Linked DNA regions of Mus musculus: all the other regions are linked to region 1. A link is a contact called in public HiCAR-type and HiChIP or PLAC-seq data. All regions are on one chromosome and are shown on one strand. The core of a region is the stretch at or near the end of the contact, and the rest is flanking DNA. Distances in the headings are between cores, read along the strand shown. Region 1 has its middle 5.5 kb from the start of Gm50597. Region 2 has its middle 19 kb from the start of Gm8273. Region 3 overlaps Chd7 (chromodomain helicase DNA binding protein 7). Region 4 overlaps Asph (aspartate-beta-hydroxylase). Region 5 overlaps Chd7 (chromodomain helicase DNA binding protein 7).

Region 1 (2,826 bases), core at 111-2,610:
CAGGGGCAAAGCTCTAGTGTAAACATGGATCAAAAGGCTAGAATCCCAGGCTGGCCAAAATACAGCTGTGGTTGCTGCCTTGCACTGGACTGTTCTCTGTAGGGCTTAATCCCTGGGCATTATTAGATCCAGAGGACCAGAAAGTCTGCTGTGAGCTTATGCCTCTTAGAAATGGCACGGACGCTTCATAATGATACCTCAACAATATGGCTATAAAGTAAATATCAATAGACCCAGTAAGTGGAAGGGGGAAATCTGTGTCTCACCTCCTAAACAAAGAACTCCAGGCAACTCATGACTGTGGAGAGATGGAAAATTAGCCTCTGGCCAGATCAGCTCCCTAATGGGCTGTCCAATACAAAGTGAGTCTGTCATGAAAACATATACATCCAAGCCATGGATTTAGCAGGATATATTTATATATTAATGCATATATATGTAACAATAATAATCATGAAGAGGCCATCAATGTGAGAGGAAGTGGGAGGGGATGGGCGGGATTGAATGGAAGACAGGGATACAGTGAAGTAATGTAATTATATTCAAATTAATTTTTTTAATAAAAATGAAACAATAAAAGCCATAATACTCTACAAAGGAATGATAAAATCACCCTGACAGATACTTTGCCAATTTAGGAGTGTAAAAAGATTCTTGTTAAACTAATAATAAGAGACTATTTCCAGTAATTTCAAAACCATAGAAATTCTTTTTTAAAAAACCTAAAATGTAGGGCTGGAGAGACGGCTCAGCAGCTAAGACTACTCTACCAGAGGTCTTGAGTTCAATTCCCAGCAACCACATGGTGGCTTACAACCATCTGTAATGGAATCTGATGTCCCTTTCTAGTGTGTCTGAAAACAGCTGCAGTGTACTCATATACATTAAATAAATAAATAAATAAATAAATAAATAAATAAATAAATCTTTTTTAAAAATTAAAATTTTTTTTTGAAATATTGTTCATTAGAAATGAGAGGTTGAGGAATAATTTAAAGCATCACTATTCATATTTTTTTAGTTTGCCGTAATTAAAAATGTATTTGTTGCAATTTTCTGGTCTTAAAACGTCAATGACTTTTGTTCTGTATCAGGAACAAGAGATTTAAGGAAGTTACAAAATCACTGGTGGAATTAACATTTTCTTTTTCTAGACAAAAAGGTCTGAATTATAAACTTTTTAAAGCATCACGTATCTCTCTGGTTTTTACTAATTTGTAAAAAGCAGACACACTCATAAAACTAGAAGAAACCACAAACGTTAATAGGGAAGACAGTAACGTTTTGGTGCTTCGAACTGTCAGAGTCTTTTTCAGAAAGGGCAACAGATGTGGGGGAGGGGCTGTGGCTTCTCTCAAGAGCCTTCCCTTGATGACTAACACCATCTAATCACGTTCTTTCTGAACTGCCCCTTCCTCTGGTGGGAAAGCCTTATCATGTTCACCGCCTTCTGAGAAGTCATAAGATCAAGCTCTCACGTAGCCTTTCATTTCCTGGTTTGCTGTTCTTTGTTCCTCTTCCCACCCCCCTGTCCCACCCCCACCCGCACCTAAGGTGTCTTTCTGCAGCTCAGGCTGGCCTCAAACTTGCCACAGCCCTCAAGAATCAGACTTCTTACGGTTGGATTTGCAGGTGTGAGTCGGGTCAATAGTTTTTAACTCGCAAGAAATCATAAGTAGGATTCAGGATACAAGGGAGCCGAATGATGAATTTGGAAAGCTGGCCCCTAAGCTGCAGGAAAAAATCAGGCAAGTTCTACTCCCAGCCTGAGCACCTTGAAATAATCTGGTTTTACCACAACTCTGAGGGCCATGAGTACAGGTCTTACTCCCCTGCCGTACCTGTGGCTATGAGTACTTTGTAGATGAGGCCATCATGATGTGCGGCATGTGAGTGGTTTTGAGTGACAGGAACTTATGACAGAGTCCCTGTATTCTTTCCCACAGTCTTTCTGCCTTCCTCTGATCCGTCCTTAGGAGGACACATAGATTAAGAGGACAAACTCAAATTATCTCCCTTTACCTGGGTCATCTCTGAAACTTGATTCAGTCCTACTAGAGCTAGATACTATCAGATGCTGGAACCTGGAAAGGGTCACTGGAGCCTGTCCCTCAGCCGGTGGCACTACTGGAAGGTGGTAGAACTTGTAAGAGTGGAGCTGTGGACCTCTGCTCACTGGGGATTCGAGCCCCTTTCCCTCTCTTGTTGGTCTCTCAGCCATGAGAGGACCCACCTGTGCTTCTGCATATTGGGAAGTCAGGGACTCCAAAGGAGACCAAATGCCAAATGGCCCTAAACTGAAACCTCCAAGCCTGGAATTCAAAATGAGCCTTCCCCTCTATAAGCTCTCTCAAGTGGAAAGGTGACTACCACGCCACTATGACTGGCTTTGCTCTCTTCTGAGGTTTTAGCATTTAACCCAGAGGAGACCTGCGCCAAAGGTTAAGTGCTCACTCCCCATGGGCACGGCAGCATCTTAGTTCCAATTCCTTACCGTTCACTGTATCAGCTATTCCTATTGCTGCTGCATTCCCATGTCTCCATGTCCCCAGCCTTCTTCCAGGAGGCAACTTTTCCAATCTAAGTACACTCCATATATTTGTGTGCTTTTATTTCACTATAAAGCTCAAGAAGTTCCATGCTACGCTACCTTAAACAACATAAGCACAGAATATACTTCCTGCTGTATCGATGTACGTGAGCGGATGGGTACGGTGTCTGCTGTGATCCGATGCCTCTGCACGCAGTTTGCTTTGACATGACAGCAAACATGCTTTGAATGCTCCCGTCCTTCTTTGATCTCACAGGCCACAGTGCCTGCTCATT
Region 2 (2,826 bases), core at 126-2,625, 450 kb after region 1:
ACTTTTGTGTATGTTCTGTTTCGTTATAAAAAGTTCATGAGGCCATTTGAAAGTCCAGTACTTCCCTATGTGGCGAGACAGTGCAGACATGGGTCCTGAGGAAGGCTGTTGGTGAAGCCCAGAGCATCTGAACGACCATCTTCTTGAAGAGGAGCAGGAAGCTTTTCTGATGAAACTTCACGGTGCTGGGGTTGTGTCTAGCTGTGGCCTACTAACTTTGTCACCTTGAGCTCATCTCTTACCTCCAAAGAACTCCAAGGCCAGCATCCTCCATCCTTACCTACCTGTGAGGCAGAGATAGTAATTGTGCCAACCGTATAGAACTCATTGTGCCAAAGGAAGCCATGCACAAACCCACCATGCTCCACCCAAGACAAAGTTAAATGTCCAATGGCAGTGTGGGTGTTTTATTTCCCAACAGAATGGTCACAAGAAATAAGGACATAGAGCCAGGTATGGTGGTGCTTACCTTTAATTTCAGCACCCTGGAGGCAGAGGCAAATGTTTGTGAGTTCCAGGCCAGCCCGATCTATAAAGTGAGTTCCAGGATAGTGAGTTCCTTTTTTCCTGTCTAAAAAAGTAGAAAAAAAGAAAGAAAGAAAGAAAGAAAGAAAGAAAGAAAGAAAGAAAGGAAGGAAGAAAGGAAAAGAGAAAGGAAAAAAGAAAGGAAGGAAGGAAGGAAGGAAGGAAGGAAGGAAGGAAGGAAGGAAGGAAGGAAGGAGAAATGAGGACAGGTCTAGAGTGTATAGTGCGACAGAAAACTATTGGAAGTGGCAATGGTGCCCCGGTGGAATGGAGGAATCTAAGGTCTTTGTCCACTGAGGTCATCTGGAGGTCAATGATGACATCATCATGTTCGGCTCATGATGATGTGTAGAATGCAACCAGAGAACAGATAATTAAGCAAGAAGCGCCAGTGGCAACGGGAACAGTGGAAGCTGTGTGCTTCCTTATTTGGATACGAGGAACTTGGGCAGCGAAGACAAGGGAGCCCTTTTGCAGAAGGATGGGAGTTGAGGGGCAGGAGACACTGTCCTCAGCTAGGTAGAGATGGGAGATGTCCAGCAGCCTGCTCCAAAACTCTGGGAGATTGGAAAAAAAAAATCCAGAGAGAGTTAAGGAAGGGAGCTGGGTTTCTGAGGTCTTGGTGGAAGGTGTCTGATGTTAGAATCAGCTTCATACAACAAGGATGGCCAGAGCAGCACAGGGTGGGCCCCCTTAGTGTCAAACGGGCAGGCAGGTGGCAGTCTATACCCTCTGTACTGTTGAGAAGAATGTTCTGTGGCCTTTGAAGTCACCTCCTTTATGTGACAGGAAAAGGGTGAGAATTAATCGCTTCTCTGAGTGGGCCGTGGTGGAATAGAGCCCCCCAGCTGCTGGAGGTGGAACTGCAGCTGTCTGATACTAGCGCTGGAAGAGAGCCCAGCCCCCAAAGCTAAGGGGAGACACAGCTCAAAGAAAACACAGCCTGCGACAGGCAGAGGCCCCATGGAGTGCTAGAACGGGAAACATTTTTTGTAAACACTGTTCTCTTCTCTCTACTCATCGCCTTTATTTCCACTCTACCTCATACCATGTCTGTCTCATCCTGATGTTAAGGCCAAAGAGCCGGTTAAGACAGGAAAACCTGTATCTGGAAACGTATTCACCTGCTTTGTGCTAAAATGCTCCAGAAGTATGGAGCGTGGCCTTCTGATAAGGGTAAGAGTTGGGAAGGATACATTGAAATCTACATTTGCCTACCCCACCCCTGTGCCTGCCCCTCTTTTCCTCTGCCCCTCCCTGAAAACCGAAGAAAAACATGCATGCTAATTGAACCCTCTGAGCTACACCCCCCACTCTTTTTACTTCTTAATATTTTGAGACATCTCACTAAGTTGCCAAGGCAGGTGTTGAATTTTGACTTTTAGTGTCTTAGCTTCCCCTCTATCACAGATCTGGAATTAAGACATGGCATAGGGACTCATTTGAAAAGCACTCTTGGGGCTGGAGAGATGGCTTAGAGGTTGGCTAAGCCATCTGAACTGACTGCTCTTCCAGAGGTCTTGAGTTCAGTTCCCAGCAACCACATGGTGGCTCATATCCATCTTAATGGGATCTGATACCCAATTCTAACGTGTCTGAAGACAGCGACAGTGTACTCATATACATAAAATAAATAATTCTTAAAAAAAAAAAACCAAAGCCCACTCGAGCCTTGAATTTGTGTGGGGCTGGGATACATTGTTTTTCTGCCAAGGCTTAGTGAGGCTGTATCTATTATCCCAGCTGTGGAAGCTGAAGCAGGAGGATCACTTGAACCTCTAAGTTGGAGACTAGCCTGGGCAACATAGTGAAAACTATTTCATAAAACAAAACAACAATAAATGTTCTTTTTTTGTGTGTGTGTGTGTGTGTGTGTGTGTATTTGAGTCAGGGTTTCTCTGTGTAGCCTTCCCTGTCCTGGAACTCACTCTGTTCACTAGGCTAAGTTCAAACTCAAACCAGCTGCCTCTGCCTGTCTCTGCCTCCCAAGAACTAGAATTAAAGCCTGTGTCACCATCATCTGCCTCAAAATGTTCTATTTTTAAAAAAGATTTATTTATTTATATGTAAATACACTGTAGCTGTCCTCAGACACTCCAGAAGAGGGCACCAGATTTCATTATGGATGGTTGTGAGCCACCATGTGGTTGCTGGGATTTGAACTCAGGACCTTTGGAAGAGCAGACAGTGCTCTTAACCACTGAGCCATGTCTCCAGCCCTCTATTTTTTATACTAATATTATTTTAATATTGCAGCCAAACCTAGTTTTAATTAGTATAAGTATTAAATTAGCAACTTAT
Region 3 (2,826 bases), core at 114-2,613, 410 kb after region 1:
AATGGATGGGGAGTACATACGCAACCTGAATTCAGTTGTCGTAACCACTCAGGTCAAAGTTAGAAAGAATGCTTGAACTAAATAGGAAAGGGAAACTGGAGGGGTTTTTTAAACTTCTGCATGTTCCCACTTTTGCGCCCTCAACATGTATGAAAAAATTAGTGCTAAAGCAAGGGGGAAAGGTTGAAATATTTTCCACATTCACATCCAACTATACAGAGAAGCTATACTCTCTAGGAAAATCCTCATTCCCAACAAAGAACTCCCAATACAGCCACAGGGCAAAAAAAAAAAAAAAAAAAACAATCCACTCACTGGGCAGTGGTGGCACACGCCTTTAATCCCAGCACTTGGGAGGCAGAGGCAGGTGGATTTCTGAGTTCAAGGCCAGCCTGGTCTACAAAGTGAGTTCCAGGACAGCCAGGGCTACGCAGAGAAACCCTGTCTCAAGAAACAAACAAACAGACAAACAAACAAACAAAATCAATCCACTCACCAGTGATACACTTAACAGTAACGCTTACATTGGGAAGTAAAATGAAAGATACAAAGATTGCAGGGCTTCTTTGTACAGGTACACAAAACCATCACTGCAAGAGGCTGGGACTCAGAGTCAGAATCTAGTCCACCATAGTCCCCATTTCCTGCGTCCCTAACAAACTGGCCCATGGGCATTTCACACACACTCTCTCAGAGCTACTGAGTAGCCCAGGGCTGCGACCTATAAAGACATACCCAATCTCATTCATTCATATTTATATTCCCTCATTCATATACTCATTCATTCATATATTCATTCACTCACATATTCATTCATTCATATATTCATATCCATTCATCCCCATTCCCCCTCACCCCCAGCCGCATTTTACCTGCAGTCTGCTGATTTATTTGAATTGCTGCTACTGTAGATGACATTCTGAATTACCCCAATTTCATGTTGGAAAATAATGCATTGTGTTCACCTTCCATTAGATTATTTTTAGCCTAAACATAGTATGCACAAAACTTACTCTCATCGAACACTAAGACACAATTCAGACAGACTGCTGTAAATCCGTGAGGCCACCTCTCTGAACAGTCCTGTGCTATAAGGCAATGTCAAGAGCAGCACCACCACTGCCCTGGCCTTCCTCTCATCGCTCCTTTAGAATACATGCACAGGTACCACTGTCCCCTTCAGAGATGAAGCAACTTTCCCAAGATCACATGGGTAAGGATGCTAAGAACCAGGTCCTCACACAGAGCCCACAATCTCTAACATTCTGTGTGCTGCCTCACAAAGCATCCACCACTCAACTCCAAGGCCTGCTGGGTAGTAGCACATGTCAGCCAGCCAACCACAACCTTGGCACAGGAAAATGACCAGTGCGGAGTCCAGCCGACCCAGGCAGTGCAAAGGCAAGAAGCTTCCCCTAAGGTTCTACTGAGCCCTGGGCACACAAACAGAATTTTTTTTACAAAGCCCACTTCACTATCCCATTTCATACCAAGAGAGTACCTCAAGAGGACTGAGCAGAGCTTGGCACAGGTGATGAACTAGGTCCTTAAGCATTTGTTTCTTTTCATTTCTGTGTCTCATTTCTGTGTCGTCTCCTCCCTGAAACAGCAGCAGAGAGGCCCCGGGAAGGAAGAAGGAGAAGCTCCTCCCACAGCGAGGAGACATGGGCTGCTTACATCTGAGGTCAATCCCAGGCAAAAGGACTAATAGTCACCAGGGTGGTGGCACACACCTTTAATCCCAGCATTCCAGAGGCAAAGCCAGGAGATCTCAGGGTTTGAACCTAGCTTGGCCTAGAGAGTAAGTCCCAGGAAAGGCAGTGTCACAGAGAAACCCTGTCTCTAAACAATAACAACAAAACAAACAAAGACATGAAAAGAGTGGGTGCCATAGAACAGGCCTAGCTCTACAGGACCAGAAACAATGGTTAAGATATCACTGTGTGAGGCCAGGTGTGGTACCACACGCCTTTAATCCAAACACTCGGGAGGCAGAGGCAGACCTCTGTGAGTTTAAGACCAGCCCGATTCACATGATGAGTTCTGGGCTAGCCAGAGTTACCTAGCGAGACTCTGTCTCCCAGCCCCCAACAAAAGATATCAGTGTGAGTACAATCTGGAAGTGACTTCAAAATTCTGAGTTCATCTGAGTGGTCACACACTTTGGGGTGGCATTAAATATGTGGTTCTATAGCTAACTGTGTATAAACCAGAGCTGAAGGAGGGCCTCTTACATTATACACAGCTTTTCTGGTTAGCTGAGCACACTCCACATTTCACTAGACAAAAGGGGAAATGAAAGACTCTGACAGATATGTAAGCAGGAGGTGTCCTACGGTTGGTTAGCACGCCCTTGGTCTCCTAATTCTCTTCAAGAACACTGATGCTGTCCTCACTGTGCACTGCCCATTTCAATGCCTGAAAAGTAGGACGGTCATCTTTACCACGAGCTCCAGGCTTCCTAAGGACAACTGAGGCCCAGCAATCCTCCACCTCCTCTGAGTATGCCTTGGTCACCGGCATCCAAGCCTTGGTCCTGGCTCAATTCAATGAACACTTAGTATATGCCAGACAAGGGGAAGACCCACTCACTACCCTGTTTATACACAAGCCCAATTCCCCGGACAGAAAGAAACCAATCCCATGCCTTGAGCCCTGGCAGCCTTCAGCTCCAGCACCCATGCCCTGCTTCCTCTTAAAACCTCTAATTAGACATGTTAGAAATCTTGAAATGACTATCATTTTACATGAAATCATTCTCTATGGCTGGCAGAGGAAGAATGTCTAAGAATATCTAACGCATTTGCCTCTGAAGGAGACCATCTA
Region 4 (2,826 bases), core at 91-2,590, 400 kb before region 1:
AAGATAATTGCCTTTGAAAAGTATAGTTGAAATTAAGAAATACAGAGTTCTCTAAAATTGATTTAATTTTTAAAACCATTTACATATTTAATGTTTTACTTTGGAATTTCTGCAGTAGTCATTTTTAGAACCAACTATTTGACTAATCCTTAGCATAGTGGTCTTAACGTTTAACCATGTACTTTTCATTTTCAATTTAAGCTGAACATTTATAGCCAGGGCAGTGGCAGGTACCAACGCAAACATGCATGGATGCAGTAACTGAAACAAGTGAATTTTCTTCCTGATCATTACCTTTCTCCTGCGTACAATTGTCAGCCTGTGTAAACATGACATCAGTCGTGAGGTCATGTACCACAGATTTCTAGCCCTTTTATGACCCCCATGATTTGCCTGCCAATAAACAAGGCCTACCTCTTCCGCCCTATACCACTGTAGAAATTCTACTTCAGCTGTCTTCAGAGTCTGAAGATAAAAACACCAACACAACAGTGACCCTTTGTAACCACTGCCCTTCATATGTGACACCTAAGGACAATGCAGCTTCAAATTTCTAGATTTCATAAGAATATAAGACCCTCTGGGCAGCTAGGGGCTCAGAGAAGCAGTGTGACTGCGCAGTCTCCTGCAAGAAACAGGAGTTATTCCGAGTAGTAGCACTTTGATGATTGACACTGTTTTCTTTCTACCTTTCTATTCATGTGTACCTTCCTCCTTTAACCTACCAATCATCTGACTAAAATAGAACGACGCTAGAAGTGAAGAGGAGGGGAGGCGTTGCTGACGGCAGTCATTATTCTGTACCTTCCTGCTGTAAAAAGAACCCTCCTTTGGATGAGGAGGGCAAGAAAATGTCTGCCACAGTAGCCAACACTCGGGAAAAGTCTGTATTCAATTTCTGTAAATATAATTGTCACTAATTAATTTGTCTTTGAACATTCCGTGGTACAGGGCAAAGACAGATAAAAGAAATCTACTTTATCTCATATCTTAGATGAAAACAGCTCTTACTTCAAGGACAATGAATTCACTACTGAACACTTGTTATGAGCCTGGTGTTTAAGCCTAGGGGCTGTTATACCAGCATAATTATCATTAATATGCAAAGAACCGCACAGTTCCTGAATTTGGAAAGTTCATAAGGATTCATGCTTACACAGAACAGAATCAAGCCCATAGACACCCCATGTTAGCATAACCCAATACTAAGTGTGGAGTCTGCGTCAGAGCTTACCCACTGGGAAGCAGCCGCCCTCTGCGTTTGCCTCTGTGGAGCTCACTGCTGGTCTGAGAGAGGACGCACACAACTGGGAGGCAAACGCACAGCCTCTGCCACAAAGACTGCTGAGACAATGGATCTCTGTGACTATTTCTGGTAGTATGGAGGAGAAAGAGGAAGACAACCCACGGCAGCCCTGGAGCAGCCAAGCTTCAGAGGCTTCATATCGAGTCCACATTGTCTTCAGCTCTGGTCTCACTCTCCACATGCATGCTCACACATCTCCAGCCAGTCCGAGGGCACTGCATACTGCTCGCACAGCAAGCTCCCTTCTCCTCTCCGCCATTTTTCTTTTAGATGGTCTCAGGTTCCTTTATTGCCAACTCCTGAATCAAAATTGGGATCAACCTTAGCTCCTCCCTCTTTCTCTCCCTTCCTGAGGGCAAGTTCCAAGGATCAGAATTCCTGGGCTCATCAGTAGCCCCCCTTTCTTCAGGGCATGTTAATTCCAGTTTCTCATCAGCCACCTCAGTAACTCGTAAGCACCCCACTGTTGTTTCTTACGTTAGTTACACTTTCTGTCCAGCCACCTAATTCTCAAAACATTTGTGATTCAAAATAAAACAAAGCCCCATTTCTATGCAATGTCATTTATAGTTCAACACAGGTAAATTGTAACCGAGTGCTATACCCAAAATGTACCAACACTTCAGACAGGCCAGCCCAAGCTGAGCCTCTCAGGACAGATCTATCACACAGATTTCAGAATTAGAAGCTTTCAGTGTGTGTGTATGTGTGTGTGTGTATGTGTGTGTGTGTGTGTGTGTGTCTGTGTCTGTGTGTGTGTCAGTGCCTGTGTGTCTGTGTGTGTGTCAGTGTCTGTCGGTGTCTGTGTGTATCTGCATAAAGAACACATAGCAATAATTTGACAAAAATAGAAATGGCATTGATGTAAAATACATTTAAGGAGACTGGGATGTAGCACAGTTCCTCGATTGCCTGCCTAGTGTTTCTGTCCCCAGTTCCACATGATGTGGGTGTGGTAGAACATCCCATAGTACTATTGCTCTGAAAGGAAAGGCAGGAGGATCAGAAGTTCAAGGTCATCTTCAGCTACACAGCAAGTCTGAGACCCACCTGGGCTTCATGGCCCTGTCTCAAAAGGAAAAAAATAAAAAATAAAAAAGAGTACACATCACATTCACAAGTTTCTTATTTGACAGAATTTTTTTTTAGAAATTTTTGTTGTCATTTTATGTGTGTGGTTTTTAAAAATAATCTAGCCTAATTTGTTGAATCTATTCTATATTGTATGAATAGAAGCGATTTTCATGTTTCTAATCTATCATTGTGAGGATTTTATTTCTGATTAACATGACGAGGTGAGTGCCAATTCAAGGCTGTTGTTAAGTGCATGGTGCTTACTGCGCCTCAGTACGCACAGAACGGTGAGCAGGCTGCACAGACAGTGTGACCAGGTTCCCTAAGAACCCACCTCGCCCCAGCACGCAGCACAGCGCAGCCCAGATGTAAGACCCTGAAGGCTGCAGCAGGAGCCACACTGCCTGCAATTGGGTTGTCCTATAACTACTGTTTTACACACTATT
Region 5 (2,826 bases), core at 149-2,648, 320 kb after region 1:
TTGACAACAAAACTTATAATTGATGACCTTCAGCAAATTTCTCACCCATTGAAACAGAACTGGATGTAGAACTTTGAACACTTCACAGAATTCTACCCCCAGCCCCTGCTGACATACAAAGCTGTGACAAAAAACCTAGGATGTCTCTTTGCTAAAAAGTCGGGTGAAGACCAATTCTTTTAACCAAAGGGGGGAAAAATACCATCTAATGACTATACCCTTATTTCTCTGGCACAGAGTTTCACACAGTCATTTTTTAAGTCCAATGGTGACCGGTACATTTTTACTAAAAATTAATTTCCTAGAAATACATAATTTTATTTAATTCGGTGTTCTTGTCTATGAGTAAGTTTCCTTTTGGTGCTAAGCATTTTGGAGGGATAGCCACACTTGGCCTTCATTTCCTCCAGTGCTAGCAACTGGACATGCTGGACAAGAGCTCTCTCTACCACTGAGGCCACCACCAGCCCCACAATTAGCATTTCTACCAAAAGCTAAGTCTTTGAAATTATAAGCGTGTGCTTGTTTCTCACCAATAACTGAAGCTCGCTTTCCATGTTCCTGAGAAACACCAGGAGTTGAATGGTAAACCAAAACACAGGAAAAATAAAATTCTTGGGTTATCCCCACCCCCAAAACCGTTCCTCACAGTACTTTTAGAGCAAACACTCAGTGTTCCCTTTCATCTACACTCTGCACCCAAGACTTCTTACCATCAAATGACTGTTTGTTATATATACAACACAGAAAATGTATGATCCGAATACCAGCCTTCTGTTTTGTTTTGTTTTTTTTACTATTTCTAGGGTGCCTCAAGCTCTAAGTAGCTTGAAAAACTAAAGATACATATTTCAAAACCCCACATTTATTAAATGTTATAAAGTCCCAGAGAAGCTCACCAAGAGAGGCCCTAAGAAAGATGTTGTTGAGCCACTAGGAAGAGGCTGCAGCAGCTAATGATTCTAAGTACAGATGTGTCACGTTAAACCCTTCCAAAGTGTGTCAATAGCGTTTCCGGCACACACCTAGGGCAGCGTTCTCCACTAATATGTTTTTGATCATCTTAAACCTGTTGTTTTTTACATACTCAGAGCTTATTTTGATACATGAGCATTTTAGCATAGCAAACAGCTACATCAGGAAACAACTGAAAACAATTCAAGATGATCACAAATAGCAGTTACATTTCAAAAATTGATTTTATTTACAAAAAATTAAAAAATAAAAAGAGGTGGTGTGACTAAGTCAGAGAAATCCACAGACAGCAGAATATTTTTTAAATTAAAAAATTCATGCAGCAGTTCCTGAGGAGAGTGTCCTGGTGTTTACACTACACACTGACAGAAGTCTCCCCTACCATGAGGCTCCATTTCCAGCATTTATTTCCGCTCTAACTGCCACAAATTATACAATACTACAGCTGAACACTGGGCCCCTTTCCTTTCATCTGCACGCCAAGAGCAATCAGATTACCCTGGTAACCAGCGGTCACGTGACCAGCACCTGCTCTTTTGGCTGGATGCCACTGACTAAAGCCATCTGCTTCCCTCAATCAGCTTTCAAACACTCTCAACACCTGCGCTGCAGTGTTTTGTGGTTTCTTTTATAAAATCAGTGCAAAACTGCTTCCAAAACTTTACATATTTCTCGAATTTGTTTAAATCAGAGGTAGGTCTGTCAAAGAGCTGAACCACTGCCAGGTAAACTGAGCGGCGGTGCATGTTTTCCATGGTGACCTCGATCAAGCAGCGCGGAGGATGGAGTTCAAGTTTGTGGGGTTTCGGGCTGTGCAAGCGGCACCCTGCAGGAGCAAAGGCTGCCTGTCTGCTTAGTGCCCAGAGCCAGGTTTGAGGAAACATCTATTTGCTGGGGGACAGAAACACTAATGACTTTCCATCTGCTCCATCCAAGGATGCACTGTACAGAACCTCCAAGATGGCTGGAAGTCAGACAGGCAGGGCCTCTCCAAATGCTTAGACAAAAACCTCCCAGCCCAGGCAAGCACTTTCAGTTCTGATTACTGCAAGAGGCAAACTCATTAGAGCTCACGACATTCCTGCTGAGGCACAGCTAGGTTCTCCCACCCACCAGTATACAATCAAGCACCCTAAGAAGTCAGAAAAAGACTAAGGGGTCTTCAGTGGCCACCCAGACACTTTATAAACCAGGACAATATTCAATCACTTACATCACATCATTATGATTTTGGAATAAGCCAATCTGGACTCCTATGAAGTGTAATATTCAAACTGTTTTGACCTACGTAAAACACAAGTCAATTTTTTTCTTCTACCTGAAGTACTACAGAATGCTGGTTTCCACCAGACAGGAGTCAGCCTGAGCTCTAACCGCCACAGCTCCAACTGGGACTCTGGATAAATCACATCTAGTTTCCCTGCACCTTCATTCCCTCATCTATCCCATGAGGGCAAGATCTGCACCGCTCAGTATTTCTGTGGGTTTGAATGAGAAAAGACAAGAAAGGAGACAGCGTTGGACAGAGATGGTCACTCTCTGCACACCCCTGGAAGACAAGCAGCACATCTGTGCAGTGCATGCTCTCTCTCTGCGACCCAGACCCAGACCCACCAGTGCCAATTCAGTGGCGGAACACATGGAGAAAATCCACAAGCTTCGAGTATCAGCTCACTTAAAGAGCGTTCACAGAAGGAACACCGATGATAGCGTTAGTCACTAGCTGAAAGAACACACGGCACGTTCACCCTGCCACTACCACTGCTTCAGCCAAGCACCTGCCATACCAACCTAAATGACAACAGTCACTGCCTGTCACTTCACTCTCGCCCCAAGGCAAGGGTCCCCAGC

What was found. HiCAR-type assays count read pairs that join an accessible place to other places. HiChIP or PLAC-seq counts read pairs in DNA pulled down with a chosen protein or histone mark.
Region 2: a contact with region 1 is called in a HiCAR-type map of Th17 cells, with 9 times the contacts expected there. The contact joins two enhancer-like sites. A contact is called at or near these places in 3 of 15 datasets of contacts at CTCF or cohesin (embryonic stem cells and large pre-B cells), 41 of 484 Hi-C or Micro-C datasets (CD8 T cells, CD8 central memory T cells, the G1E-ER4 cell line and 25 more) and 4 of 115 datasets of contacts at active chromatin or transcription factors (T-cell acute lymphoblastic leukemia, Th17 cells, embryonic stem cells and 1 more).
Region 3: an H3K27ac HiChIP or PLAC-seq map of microglia shows a contact between it and region 1, with 8 times the contacts expected there. The contact joins two enhancer-like sites. A contact is called at or near these places in 2 of 484 Hi-C or Micro-C datasets (bone marrow-derived macrophages and nephron progenitors), 10 of 115 datasets of contacts at active chromatin or transcription factors (CD8 T cells, T-cell acute lymphoblastic leukemia, bone marrow-derived macrophages and 5 more) and 1 of 9 other capture datasets (embryonic stem cells).
Region 4: a contact with region 1 is called in an H3K27ac HiChIP or PLAC-seq map of microglia, with 5 times the contacts expected there. The contact joins two enhancer-like sites. A contact is called at or near these places in 2 of 484 Hi-C or Micro-C datasets (embryonic stem cells and nephron progenitors) and 3 of 115 datasets of contacts at active chromatin or transcription factors (T-cell acute lymphoblastic leukemia, acute myeloid leukemia and microglia).
Region 5: a contact with region 1 is called in a BATF HiChIP or PLAC-seq map of CD8 T cells, with 5 read pairs. The contact joins two enhancer-like sites. A contact is called at or near these places in 1 of 484 Hi-C or Micro-C datasets (granulocyte-monocyte progenitors) and 1 of 115 datasets of contacts at active chromatin or transcription factors (CD8 T cells).

The regions. Positions count from the first base shown.
Region 1 is chr4:9,114,650-9,117,475 of GRCm38.p6, reverse strand. No RefSeq gene overlaps it. Among named protein-coding and RNA genes, the nearest start is that of Gm50597, 5.5 kb to the left of the region's middle. Within about 2 kb of position 1,360, at least 76 of the 459 cell types and tissues checked have an H3K27ac peak or open chromatin away from gene starts, as enhancers often do. A contact at or near this core is called in CD8 T cells, Kupffer cells, Th17 cells and 3 more, where this site is marked.
Region 2 is chr4:8,665,405-8,668,230 of GRCm38.p6, reverse strand. No RefSeq gene overlaps it. Among named protein-coding and RNA genes, the nearest start is that of Gm8273, 19 kb to the right of the region's middle. Within about 2 kb of position 1,375, at least 126 of the 459 cell types and tissues checked have an H3K27ac peak or open chromatin away from gene starts, as enhancers often do. A contact at or near this core is called in CD8 T cells, Kupffer cells, Th17 cells and 2 more, where this site is marked.
Region 3 is chr4:8,709,223-8,712,048 of GRCm38.p6, reverse strand. The region is part of intron 1 of Chd7 (chromodomain helicase DNA binding protein 7); the gene reads right to left. Among named protein-coding and RNA genes, the nearest start is that of Gm46841, 6.6 kb to the left of the region's middle. Within about 2 kb of position 1,363, at least 48 of the 459 cell types and tissues checked have an H3K27ac peak or open chromatin away from gene starts, as enhancers often do. A contact at or near this core is called in microglia, where this site is marked.
Region 4 is chr4:9,511,450-9,514,275 of GRCm38.p6, reverse strand. All of the region lies in intron 19 of Asph (aspartate-beta-hydroxylase), which reads left to right. Among named protein-coding and RNA genes, the nearest start is that of Asph, 160 kb to the left of the region's middle. Within about 2 kb of position 1,340, at least 10 of the 459 cell types and tissues checked have an H3K27ac peak or open chromatin away from gene starts, as enhancers often do. A contact at or near this core is called in microglia, where this site is marked.
Region 5 is chr4:8,798,348-8,801,173 of GRCm38.p6, reverse strand. The region is part of intron 3 of Chd7 (chromodomain helicase DNA binding protein 7); the gene reads right to left. Among named protein-coding and RNA genes, the nearest start is that of Gm46841, 83 kb to the right of the region's middle. Within about 2 kb of position 1,398, at least 183 of the 459 cell types and tissues checked have an H3K27ac peak or open chromatin away from gene starts, as enhancers often do. A contact at or near this core is called in CD8 T cells, where this site is marked.